2 separate regions of the Sus scrofa genome follow, and region 2 is linked to region 1. The links are chromatin contacts, called in public Hi-C maps. All regions are on one chromosome and are shown on one strand. The core of a region is the stretch at or near the end of the contact, and the rest is flanking DNA. Distances in the headings are between cores, read along the strand shown.

The links. Hi-C and Micro-C count contacts between places; a contact is called where the count stands out from the background.
Region 2: a contact with region 1 is called in a Hi-C map of fetal skeletal muscle, with 2.4 times the contacts expected there. The contact joins the promoter of ACBD7 here to the promoter of FAM171A1 in region 1. A contact is called at or near these places in 1 of 5 promoter capture datasets (liver) and 2 of 47 Hi-C or Micro-C datasets (embryonic fibroblasts and fetal skeletal muscle).

Annotation. Positions count from the first base shown.
Region 1 is chr10:46,445,065-46,451,261 of Sscrofa11.1, reverse strand. It overlaps FAM171A1 (protein FAM171A1), which reads right to left and starts at 1,481. Exons shown (of 8, transcript XM_003130736.6): 1 at 1,243-1,481. The coding sequence starts at 1,339.
Region 2 is chr10:46,739,009-46,745,366 of Sscrofa11.1, reverse strand. ACBD7 (acyl-CoA-binding domain-containing protein 7) reads right to left here and starts at 4,797. Exons shown (of 4, transcript XM_003357745.4): 1 at 4,731-4,797. The coding sequence starts at 4,742.

The DNA.
Region 1 (6,197 bases), core at 232-2,731:
TCCTGGGCTCTGAATATTTGTCTTCAGGGAAAAGTGTGAGCAGGAAGAAAACAGAAAACGGGGTAAGGCAGGGTCCTAGCAATAGGACGAAGCGTTCTCTCGAGCACCGAGCATCGTGTCTGCAGGGCAGACCTCACAGAACAGACGCCTTTCCTGGAGGAAAGGACACCCGCAAGGAGTCGGGGTGGGGGTCTCCAGGGCTGCAGGGAAACCCTCCCGGGAGAGCAGAGAGGCCCAGGGAGTCCGGGCACTGGTGTCCTGGGTGGATGCCAAATGTTAATCTGCGGGGGCCTCCCTCACTCACCCTTTTGAAAAGCCAGGCAACAGAGCAGCCCTCCATCTAGAGCCCACAAATGCGTGCAAAGGAAGCTTTGGGGCTTCCCCCGCAATAAATTCTCATTTTAAAAACAAAAGACAGGCTCGTGGCCATTCTCAGAGGCGACCACATTCCTCCCTGGGCTGGAAAGCAGATTTGAAGAGGCCAAAGATTAGACAAAAGGCACGAGCTGGCGACATACAGCCCAGGAAATGATTTTCGTGTGTTTTAAATTGATTAGGGCCTCCCACTTCCAATTCTTTCTCCTCTTTCGGGGATGACTCCTGGGCCGCCAAGCAAATCCCTTAAGGCCTGGAAAAGACTCCGGATAAGGAGGAGGAGGAGACCCCGAAACTTTCCCAAACTGCGGCCGGCTGGAGGCGGGCAGCGGCCGCAGACCTGGGGTCCCGGGGCGCAGGGGGCACCCCAGGGGCGGCGGCCACCTTCTCGGCCGCCGCAACAAAAGGGCCGAGCGCAGCCTCTGCAATCTGGCTTCGACGATCCGAGTCCTGGGAGGTGGCGGCGGGGGGAAGCGGGCGACGGCAACCCGGGGGGCAGCCGCTCTCGCCCGGGCAAAGGAGATGGAGCCGCGTGTCTGCGTCGCGCATAAAGGACCTTCGGCTGCATCCAAACCAGCTACCCGAGGCGGCAAAAGCTGATGCCACCTACACCACCAGCGGCCCACGGCCCCCCGGGAACATCCGCCCGGGGAATCTCGGCGTCCCCAGGCGGCGCCGCCCCCTCGGGAGCGCGGCGCTAGGGCCGCAGGCCCCGCGGCGGCGACTCGGGCTCGGGCTCCGGCCACCACCGCAGCGACACAATGCCGCCCGGCAGCCTCGCCGCCTCCGCCGCAGGCCCGCGGCCGACACAAAGCCTGCCGCCGCCGGCCCTCGCGCCTCCCGGGCCCGCCGCCGTCGCGCACCGACCTTGGGCTCCGGCGCCAGGCTCCCGCAGCGTCTTGGTCACCGCCTTCCACACGTTGCAGCCCAGCAGGCAGAGCAGGAGCGCCGTCGACCTGCTCATCTCCGCACCGCAGGGCCCCGGGCGGCGCGGGCTGGCCGACCACCGGCTCGGAGCGGCGCGTCAGGGGCGGCCGACCGCCGCGCCTCCCTCCATGTCGCCTGGCTCCGCGCGCGCCGGGCCCGCCGCCCGATTGGCCGCGCCCCCGCCCGGCGCGGCGCCGGGCCCCGCAGCCCACGGCCGCTCCCGCCTCCGCGCGCCCCGGTGGGTTTCCCCGAAGAGCCGCCGCCGCCGCCGCCGCCGCCGCCTCCTTAACCCCTTCGTGCCCCCACCCCGCACCCCGCCCCGCCCGCCGCGACGCCCAGGCCCCGGGCCGTGGTGCCACCTGGCGGCCGCGCGCCCCGCCTGCCAGCGCAGCCACCCCCTCGGGGTCGCCCCGCGCGCCCGCCGGCCACCCACTAGCAGTGACTGCCACGTTGGCTACCAGACAGCTCTGCAGCCCCCAGCCCCGACCGCTGTGGAGTGACAACACTAGTCTTTAGCCCGATACACTCGCACCTAGTTAACTCATGGTCCTCAGGTGGCACCGAGGTTACATATGACCTTGCTCGGTTTTTTGCGGGAGAAGCCCATCCTGCCGCTCTTCCCGGCCCAATCCACCCATGACCCCTGGGAGGACTTGGCACCCAGGAGCAGTCCCCCAGTTCATGTAAACTGTAGGCGACCCTTGGTGCTTGAGTGTAGACAGGTGAACTTCTCTGTGTTGAGCTGTCCTTGGATATTTGTCCTTGGATCTAGAAGGTTGGGAAGGAGGAAAGGGAGGAAATTTACGTTTACTGAGGCCCTAAATACTTTTTCTCTTTCATTTTGTCTTCATAATATATGATCTCAGAGATGGGTGTTGCTCTCCCCACTAAGAGGTGAGAAAATCATAGGAAAATTTGTCCTTAGCTCATAACTGGTGGGTGACAGAGGAATAAAACAATCATTCTGGTCCCGGGGGTTGAAGCTCTTCACCCAAACCTCAGGCTTCCTTTGAGCCAAGTACCTCACACCCTCAAACTTCCCTTCCTTAACCCGATCTTGTTTGTGCCTTTCTGGTACCACCCTCAGTCCCATGTTTCTTGCCACCTTCTCGACCAATCAGCACTGCAGGGACCTTGCGACCTCTGCGACAGACTCCAGGCCAGGGGATTTCTGGGGGAATCCAGATATTTCCAGCAGCAGAGGCCGGGTGCTGCCTCCAGAACGCTAGGCCAGAGGAGGGTTATTACTGTAATTTTATTAATTGGACATTAAGTCATGGCAGGCACTGTACCAAAAAGAGAATGAAGGATGGCGCTTGCCCAGTTGGCTTATTATAGACAAATCATTGTGAGATACAATAAAACCAGGAGGAGGAGAAGCCGATGTGGGTGTTAGCCACAGCCTCAGGACCAATGCTGCAATTTGTGCAAATTGTGCACCTGCACAGGGTGTCAGGTAGTCAGGAAGATAGAAAAGAAAACCCACAGTTAGGGACTGCCTGATAACCGCCTCCTTCTGACTTCCAGCATCAAAGCCTTAGGGTAATTCCAGGGTCCACATCAGAGCCAGGAGAGGGAAGCATATGAGATGGCCATCCAGATCAGTCAGACCTCAATCCCAGTTTGGGTTCCTGCCCACTGGAGCAGAGGGTCCGGGCCAGCCAGCTTACTGCGTGGCGGCTTTGGGAGAGGGGCAGTCGCAGAGTTTTCAAGTCACTTTCTTGGGGTAGAGGGGCTTCTCAAGAGAAGTGACATGAGACCCATCCTGGAGTTGAACTTGCTCACTTCCTATCTTTTGAGGATATGCCTTTGTCAGGGATGTTGATTATAAGACAGGACTAGCCTGAGCAAAAAAAATGAATGATAACAACTGAGAACCAGGTTATTGGGAGATGACCTGGGACTCCTACAAAATCCTGAGAACTGAAGTGTTAGGTCTCATGAAGACACTATTATATTTGGAGTTCCTAATCATATGTCACTCTCCCTGGACTGGAGATCCTTCCTTATAACAACTTACTTGGGTAGTGTTATTATTCCTATTTTACAGCTGAACAAACTGAGGCTCTTTGACAAATAATTTGCCCATAACATCTGGGTTTCCTAACAGCAAATTCAAAGTCCCTATACCAGGTTATCTCCAAGAATAAATTTCATGCAAATGATTCAGGTTACCTCTAGCTGTGTCCAAATTGTTTTAAAAGCTGTTTCTAGGGAGTTCCCACTGTGATGCAGTGGGTTAAGAATCCAACTGCAGCAACTAAGGTCGATGCATTCAAGTGGGTCCAATTTATGGCCTGGCTCAGGGGGTTGAAGGATCCGACGTTGGTGCACCTCATAGTTCACAGTTGTGGCTCGGATTCAGTTCCTGGCCTGGGAACTTCCATATGCCATGGGTGCAGCCATAAAAAATAAAATAAATAAAAAAATTTAAAAGCCGGTTCTAATCCCAGTAAGGTCTTATGAATGGTATTGGGCCAATGTCAATTTCCTGGATTTGATAATGTACTATAGTTATATAAGACGTTACATCTGGGGAAAGCTGGGGGAGATTGGGTGCAGGGTATAAGGGATCCCTCTGCACTGTTTTTGAAACTTCTTGTGAGTTTATAATTATTCAAAATAAAATTTTTAAAAAAGCAAAAAAACTTTGTCTATACCCTTTCCCCCTGCCCAAGCTTTATTCTTCACCTCAAACACTGGAATTGCAGATTACTTATCTATTCTAGTATAAAGTTCTAGAACTTTTCAGAATGAAACAAGTCTAAGTAAACACTGATTGATAAGTCTAACCAAGTTTGGGTCACAGTCAGGGCTTACAGATGCTCCAGACAATGGTTGTGTGTGTGTAACAAGTTCTGTGGATGACATAGCACTTTAGGAGCAGTTTCTACACCTTGAGAGCAACACTGAGGCTTGTGTAAATAATTTCAGAACAACCAGCCTGGGCTGATTTTGCAGATACTTTGCACAGTGCACCATCTCAAAGCCAAGAAGAGAGCGCAGGCCCCCATGAGCTTTCCTCCTCTCATGGTTGTTTTCCAGCTACCTCGGTGGGAGGCTCAGAAGGCACAGATTCTGCAAAATCACATAACTAGTATATTGCCTGTCATCTGCCCAGAATTATGTAAGAATTAAATAATCACCCTTCTCAACTGGAATAAAAGAATTCAGTTTACCTTTTCTCATGTTTCCATAACCAGACTCCTACTTAGTAGCTGTGGGGAAAAAAAAATTCTGTTTGAGAGGGAGTGTTCTCTGCAGAACAATGGAAATGAGGAGTGTTCTTTCCTTCTAGAACTTTTCCTGTTGCTCTTATTAAAACCTCACATTGTTTGACTGAAGATGAATTATGACTGCACTTACTTGAAATTGCTTAGAAGTTGCCTGACTGCGCATTTCATTTCAATTTTCGAGTTCTCTGCCAAAAGCACTGATGCCATATACAGAACTTTTCCCGGCTGAGTTTTTCCAGAGACCTTGATGTCAGAGGCTCTGTGTCAAAGTTTCTTAGCCCAAGATTATTCCTGCTGTTGAAATCTTTTCTGCTGCTGGGGCCCGCGTGGTGGAATTTTAATTGTCTGAATTTATTTCAAGAGGCATTGTCCTTCCCTCTCTCCTTTCTCCTCTTGCCCCTCTGCCCCCTCCACCCACCTCCCTCCAAGCAAGAAACTGCCTGTGATCAACAAACTGAGCATGAGGTTCAGTCCAGATCAGGAAGTGTGTCATGGACATTCCAAATCGTGTTTGCTGAAGCTTTTATTAAAGTTAGATAAAATGTAGCCAGAGCTGGAAATTGGAAAGGTCCAGCTTTTTTCTTTTTTCTTTTTTTCTTTTTTTTCCCAGAACCTGTTGGCTATCCATTTGGAAAAGAAAAAGAAAAAAGGTGAAGAGTTGACTTGAAAGGAATCGATGTGTTCTATTAACCCTAATGCTTCCGCTTTCCCTTTTATTCCTGAGTCACACCCGTGTCAATCCATGTGACTTTCTAACGAGATCTTCTTTGGTGCAAATGTGCACTAACCTAAAGGAGTGAACCTCTGGTGGTGTGATGGCAGTCTCCTGGGTGGCTGTTCTTTGCACGCCGCAGAGTCACCAGACAAGTCTGAGATGCATCCATAGGTGGTGGCCATTGGAAAGGATATTCAGAGGCTGGTGGCTACTGGAGAAGCCAGTTGCCTGAAAAATCTTCCAGTTCTACCCTGTACTGGTCTTTGAATTACTGTCATATGGTCAAGGAGGGCTCAAGGAAAGCAGAAAAGTCAGCTTCGGTGGACTAAGAATGTCACCTGCCACATCAGTAAACAAAGGATGTTGCAGCCCTCAGCCACTGCAGCCGCCCCCAGTTGTGTGCCCCAAGGGGATTCAGGATGGAGAAAAACAGGATACAGGCCCTCCGTGGTTATGGTTCATATCGAAGAGATTTCCAAGGGTTCAGATTCTTGCGTTTGCCCATACATAGAAAAGTGCTAAATTTATTGAGAGTGTTCTTTTTTCTTTTTCTTTTTGGCTGTACTCGAAGCATATGAAAGAACCAGGCCAGGGGTTGAAGCCAAGCCATAGCAGTGACCCTGGCCGCTGTGGCAACAATGCCAGATCCTTATTTCACTGTGCCACAAGGGAACTCCTGGTTTTTCTTAATAGTAACCTCTTGAGGTTCCAACTGTCTGGTTTGGGTTTGTTTTGGTTTGGTTTGGTTTTGCTTGTTTGTTTCTTTTTTGCAAAAACTATATATCCTGGCTTCTCTCTTACCTCTTCAGAAGGGTCCCTCAGAGCCATCTGAGGGGCTGTATTCTGGGCTTAAGTCTTCAGTATGTCCATAGAGTAAAATACAAATCTCAACTTTTAGCCCGTGGTTTTTTTTGTTTTGTTTTTTTGTTTGTTTTGTTTTTTGT
Region 2 (6,358 bases), core at 3,548-6,047, 290 kb before region 1:
AAGACCTGGTAGAGAAAGTGGATAGCCCACTTTAACATCAGAACCCCAGTGATCTCAGCAGAGTTACTGGATAAAATTTCCATCCAGTCCCAAAGAAGGGACAGTGGTACAACTAAAATAGTTGTTTTGTGATTAAAAAAAAAAAATCACTTGGAGGAGTTTCCTTGTGACCCAGTGTGTTAAGGACCTGGCATTGTCACAGCAGTGGCTCAGTTCGATCCCTGGCCCAGGAATTTCCACATACCTCAAGCATGGCCAATAAAATAAAACAAAACATTTAACAAAAGAACTCAGGCTCTGGAGCTCCACTGTCTTGGTTTGACTCAGCTTTACCACTTGAAAGTGTGTGACTTCAGAGAGGTTACTTACTCTCTGTGTCTGTTTCTTCATTAAAACATGGGACAGAATGAGACAGTAACAGTATCTATCCACATGTAAAACTTATCTATGAGGATATAAGTGAGAAACACACATAAAATATTTTAAATAGGGCCTGACACATAATGAGGGATCAATAAACTTTAGCTGCTATCATTTCTATTATCAGGCTCTGTGCAAAAAAACAAAAACAAAAACACCACCACCAACCTAGTTCTAGAAAAAACTGGGGGAAAAAAGTACTTTCAATGAAGCTAGACATGAAAAGTACTTTTATGATTTAACAAAAGTTGCAGCATTGCTGGTATACATTCAGCTTTTAGAGAAAATAAAGACTAGAAAGAAACTAAAGTGTGTCAGAGTTCCTGCTGTGGCAAAATGGGACTGGCAGCGTCTCTGTAGCACCAGGACATGGGTTCAGTCCTTGGTCTGGCATAGTTGGGTAAAGGATCTGACATTGCCATAGCTGCTCCATCTGATCCCTAGCCTGGAAACTCCAGATGCCGCGGGGTGAGCAAAAAAGAAAAAAAAAAAAGTGTCAATACTGATTGCTTCTGATTCTTGGTAAGTTTTCTGTTTGTTTGTTTGTTTTTCTTTTTTAATACTGTCTGTTTCTCCAAATTTTCTGTAATTTGCACATATTGTGTCTAAAATAAGGACACAATTAAAACACTATGTTAGCACCCTGAGCTTCCCAAGGGCAGGGCAGGGCTAGGCTGTTCAGCAGGTGAAGGGATCCTCCCCCTCAGGTAGGCAGGCATCTCAGAGGTTCTGTTTGCTGTAAAGTCTTCCGCTACTTTCCAAAGTCAGCAACTCAGTTCTCTTCAGCAAGAAAAGCCTCGATTAGAATCCTAAGGCATCTCAAAAACCGTGCTAAGTCCCTGCATTCCAGGAAGCAGTTTCTGAAAGTAGGAGAGTATGGAAACACCTGGCAATCTCATGAAATGCTGGATCCTTTCCATGTAAGGGTGCAGCCCCTGATGATTTCACAGGCAATTTCAGGGGTCCCCTCCCACTCCCCTACCTAGGGAAGAGAAGAGAAGCCCATTCCAGAGCAGGACCCAGGACCAGTCTTTCTCTCCTGCATGCCCTTCCCTGGCACCCGACTTGATGTATTCCTGCTCTGCCTAGGAGCTCCACGGCCTTTCTCTGCCTGACCTCGATGAGCTCTCCTGGGAAAAAATGCTGGCCTTGCATCAGGATCCCAGATTAGAACTCCAGCTTTGAGATACACTGCTGTGGGGCTCTGCCCAAGCAACAAAGCTCCTCTGAGATTCAGCTTTGGCCAATAAAGATAACATCGGCCTCAGCGGGGAAGTGTGAGATTAAATAAAATTGAGTGCAAATATTCTTCAAACATTGTAAATCAACCATACATCGATAAAACTTTAGAATTAAAAATTGGAGTTCCCATTGTGGGTGGCTCAGTGGAAACAAATCTTACTAGCACCCATGAGGATGCAGATTCGATCCCTGGCCTTGCTCAGTGGGTTAAGGATCCAGCATTGCTGTGAGTTGTGGTGTACTTTGCAGACATGTCTTGGACCTAGTATGGATGTGGCTGTGATGTAGGCCAGCAACTGTCGCTCTGATTCGACCCCTGGCCTGGGAACCTCCATATGCCTTGGGTATGGCCCTAAAAAGCAAAAAAAAAGTATGATTTCACTTCTATGTGTATCTAAAAAAGATGCAAAGGAACTTATTTGCATAAAAGAGGCAGACTCACAGACTTTGAAAACAAACTTATGGTTACCAAAGGGGACAGGTTGGGGGGTGGGGGGATGGACTGGGGGTTTGGGACTGGCATATGAGAACTGAGGTATATGGAATGAGTGGCCAATGGGGACCTGCTCTAGAGCACAGAGAACTCTACCCATATTCTGTGATCATCTATGCGGGAAAAGAATCTGAAAGAGAATGGATGTGTGTCCATGTATGACTGAATCACTTTGTTGTACCGCAGAAATTATCACAACATTGTAAATCAAATATACTTCAATAAAACTTTATGAAAAAAGCATGTAAAAAAAATTGGGGGCACGCCCACAGCATATGGAAGTTCCCAGCCCAGGGATCAAATTCGAGCTGCAGCTGTGACCTATGCCACAGCTGTGACATTGCCAGACCGTTAACCTGCTGAGCCACAGTAGAAACTCCAAGAATGTAAATAAACTTGATTTCATTCTGTTGATCTGCCCCTCAGAGCTCATCACATACATCATACTATTCAACCTGTTTTGAACAGCTCTGATGGCCAGGCCTTGGCTGAGCAGACAGGGGGAAGACAGGGTGGCCGGCTCTCCCAAAGCTCGGATCTAGTGAGAGATGAGCAGGTCACCATGGTCATGTGATACTGGCTCTGTGGAGGAGCAGTGGGTGCTCTGGGATCACAGAGGAGGGAGTAGCAGCAGCCGTGGAAAAAGCCTTCTCAGAGGAGATGGTGCTGAGCTGAGGTGGGGTCAGCACATGGGAGATGGGCAGGGGCAGGAAAGGGGGTTCCAGGCAGCACTGACACCATTATTAGAGTTCAGCACAAAGGCTGGTGGAAATATATTTCTTTATTCCATAAAAGAGGACAGGCATCAACTTTCATCTTGGTAGCAAGAGCCTTGCCTCACAGAGCCCTGGCAGGTGGTAGAGGCCACCCAAGCCCTTGTTGAATGAATGAATGAATGAGTCAGTGGGTATCAGGAGGGTCTGAAAGTTATCATAGGTGAGAAATAGTTTTTTTTTTTTTTTTTTTTTTTTTGGTGTTTTTGCCTTTTCTAGGGCTGCTCCCACAGCATATGGAGGTTCCCAGGCTAGGGGTCTATCAGAGCTGTAGCCACCGGCCTAGGCCAGAGCCACAGCAACTGGGATCGAGCCGGTCTGCACCTATACCACAGCTCACGGCAATGGCAGATCCTTAACCCACTGAGCAAGGGCAGGGATCAAACCCAACCTCATGGTTCTAGTCGGATTCGTTGACCCCGAGCCTCAACGGGAACTCCGACAAACAGTTTTAAAGGTAGAATTATTTACATTTCACTCCAAGCATTCTGGGCCAAAGGGAAGTCTGATAATGTTCCTGGGCTCTGCAGAGCTGGGCTTGCTGCTTTGGGTGAGAAATTTCAGACTCTGCTGAGTGACTCTCCTGGAGCTGAGTCCCACACAGCCCAGCTGAACGGGTGCGGACTTGATTCCTGCGCGAGTGTGCATGAGGTTCTTCAAAACACACTGCCTTAGGGCCTCTCCTCAAACCCTCTCCTGTTTATATTTTTACCACAAGGCCCGACCCCACTGCCTGGTGCAGAAGTGACCTTGGTGTCACTACGGACACTCACATTGGACGCATCCTGCCATACACCCAATGCAGACATTTACAAAAAGTATTTGAGTATTTAGTGATGACAAAACACTCATAATACAAGATCAAAAGAGCCAAACTATATAAACTATAACTACATAAACTATACAAACACGAAATATACACCCACATTCGCACATACACATTTCTCGAACATTCAAGAGAGGGTTACTAGAGTGGTTATCACCTGAGTGAAGGAATTCTTTTCCCCAAATTTCCACCCTGAACATGTATTTCCTCACAGATCAGAAGAACAGTACTTGTGAGTTTATTTTTATCTTTTTAGGGCGCGACCTGCGGCATATGGAAATTCCAAGACTAGGGGTCCAATCGGAGCTACAGCTGCCAGCCTACACGATAAGCCTCAGCGACTCGAGATCCCAGCGGTATCTCCTAGGACCTACACCATAGCTCATAGCAATGCCAGATCCTTAACCCAGTGAGCAAGGCCAGCGATCGAACTTGCGTCCTCATGGATGCTAGTCAGATTCGTTTCCTCTGAGCCACGACGGGAATCCCCGAAAAACAGTGTTTTTAAATTGTGGCTTCACAGATCCTTGCCTGGGAGAGATACTGGACGAACCAAGGAGCAAGTGGAGCGGGTGAGATCGAAACAGCCCTGACCTCCCTCTCCAGGATGGGAGGGTCGGGCGGAGCAGAGCTGGTGTGCTCCCTCCGAGCAGCCTGGCGCAATCCCTCCCCAGGGCGGTGCCTGCTGTGCGTCTAACCACTCCCCAGGGTTCAGAGTTGCCATGGGAAGTGTGGCTCGTCGTCAACAGCTGGTACCCTCGCCAACTACCCGCAATGGGTGCGCTAGCGAAGGGGTGGGCTTGTCTCGGAGTCACCGCCGACGGGATCGAGGATCCCCGGCTGCGGCTGCCCGGGTGCTGAGACCGAGACGTGCCGCATTGCCCGGGGAGGGAGTGACACTGACCCCACGCCCCTCTCGAGAGTTTCTCTCCGGGGAAGTTGCTCCCACCCTGCAGCCTGCACAACCCCAGCTCACCTGCAGGGACATGACGGCTGCACCGGACCCTCCCGGCACTCCAGACGCAGGATTCCCCAGACCCGATGCCCCGCCTCTTCTTAAAGGGAAGCCCGCCTCCGCCCGCCAGCTCCCATTGGCCGCGCTCCCATGCCCCCCCAGCTTCCATTGGTCTCTGGTACGGGAGGGCGGGGCTAGGCGGTGAGTGGCACCCGCCCTGCCCTTCGGGCCCGAGGTCTTCCTCCAGAAACTCGCAGCGCAGGGAGTGCGGGTGGTGTCAGCAGCCAGCTAGGTTGCAACTGGCAAGGCGAGGGGTTGGGAATTTAAATGAGTTCCTCTCCGTCCTTGGAGATTTTTCTGAAGAGGTTGTTCACAGGACATCCAGAGAGATCTCCCCAGGGCATGGACCTCATTTGGGATTCCTTTTCATATATACCTCTGTCCTCTGCATGTTATTCCTGGAAACCTGGACCGTAGAGAGCGTTTATTCAGACCGCCCTTGTCACTCTACCAGTCTCTAGACACAGCGCATCAAGAATGAAAAGGATGGTAGTTCGCGTCTTTTCTCCTCTTTATAAAACAAGGTCCCTTAATTCTGAACACGTGCTGCAACCACCCGAAATTTTCAATTAGGGTAAAATCACAGGACTACTCGCCTCTTCAATTTGAACCCATTCTCCAAGGGAACAGCCCAATGTCACTCCTCCAAATATGCAGCAAATGGGGTTGTGATTCACATTTGATTAAATTTTCAAAGAACTGGAACAGCATTTTTTGGTCATCTGAGGAGAAATCTTTAAGATTTCTTTAATAGAAGCTGGTGACGAAGAAATTGCAAATTCGGTTTTAAGTTACTGATTTGAAATGTCTGACCATACAACACCGTACAGCAATTCAAGGCCTGGAAACTTCTTAGCTTGTTTTTGCATAAAATTACACTTTAAAAATATTTGCTAGGAGTTCCCGTTGTGGCTCAGCGGTAACAAACCTGACTGGTACCCCTAAGGATACAGGTTCGATCCCTGGCCTCGCTCAGTGGGTTAAGGATCCGGCACTGAAGTGAACTGTGGTGTAGATCGCAGTCTCAGCTGGGATAGTGCATTGCTGTGGCTGTGGCCGAGGCCAGCAGGTGTAGCTGTGATTGAATCCCTAGCCTGGGAACAGCCATATGCCTCAGGTGTGGCCCTAAAAAGCAAAATGAATGAATGAATGAATGAAGGGAGGAAGGAAGGAAAGAAAGAGGAAAAAAATGCTACGTTTTCTTGGAAATCCCCCCCTTAAAAATTTTTTTTTCTCCTAGAAAATATTTTCCTGGTTAAATGAATGTTTCCAAAATAAGGAACAAAAAGCAAATGTTAGAAAAATTTACTGGGCAGGATTTTTTTTTTTTTAATTTCCCAGTGATGGGAAACTCACTCTAAGGCACAAAGGAAATGGTAGGTTCTGAACAGTGAGTGCTCTAACAGGGAAGGTCTTTTTTGTCACTGTGTCAGCAGGGAAATACTGCAATGAGGTCCAGAAGCCCTGAGTATCTGCAGCCGAGACATCCTGGCATGACAGTCTTTATAAGAAATCAAGCGGAGGGAAGAGAGAAGCTGCACTGGGCTGTTTTATTCTCTAAGTCTAAAATGTTCTTTTAAGAACGCTTT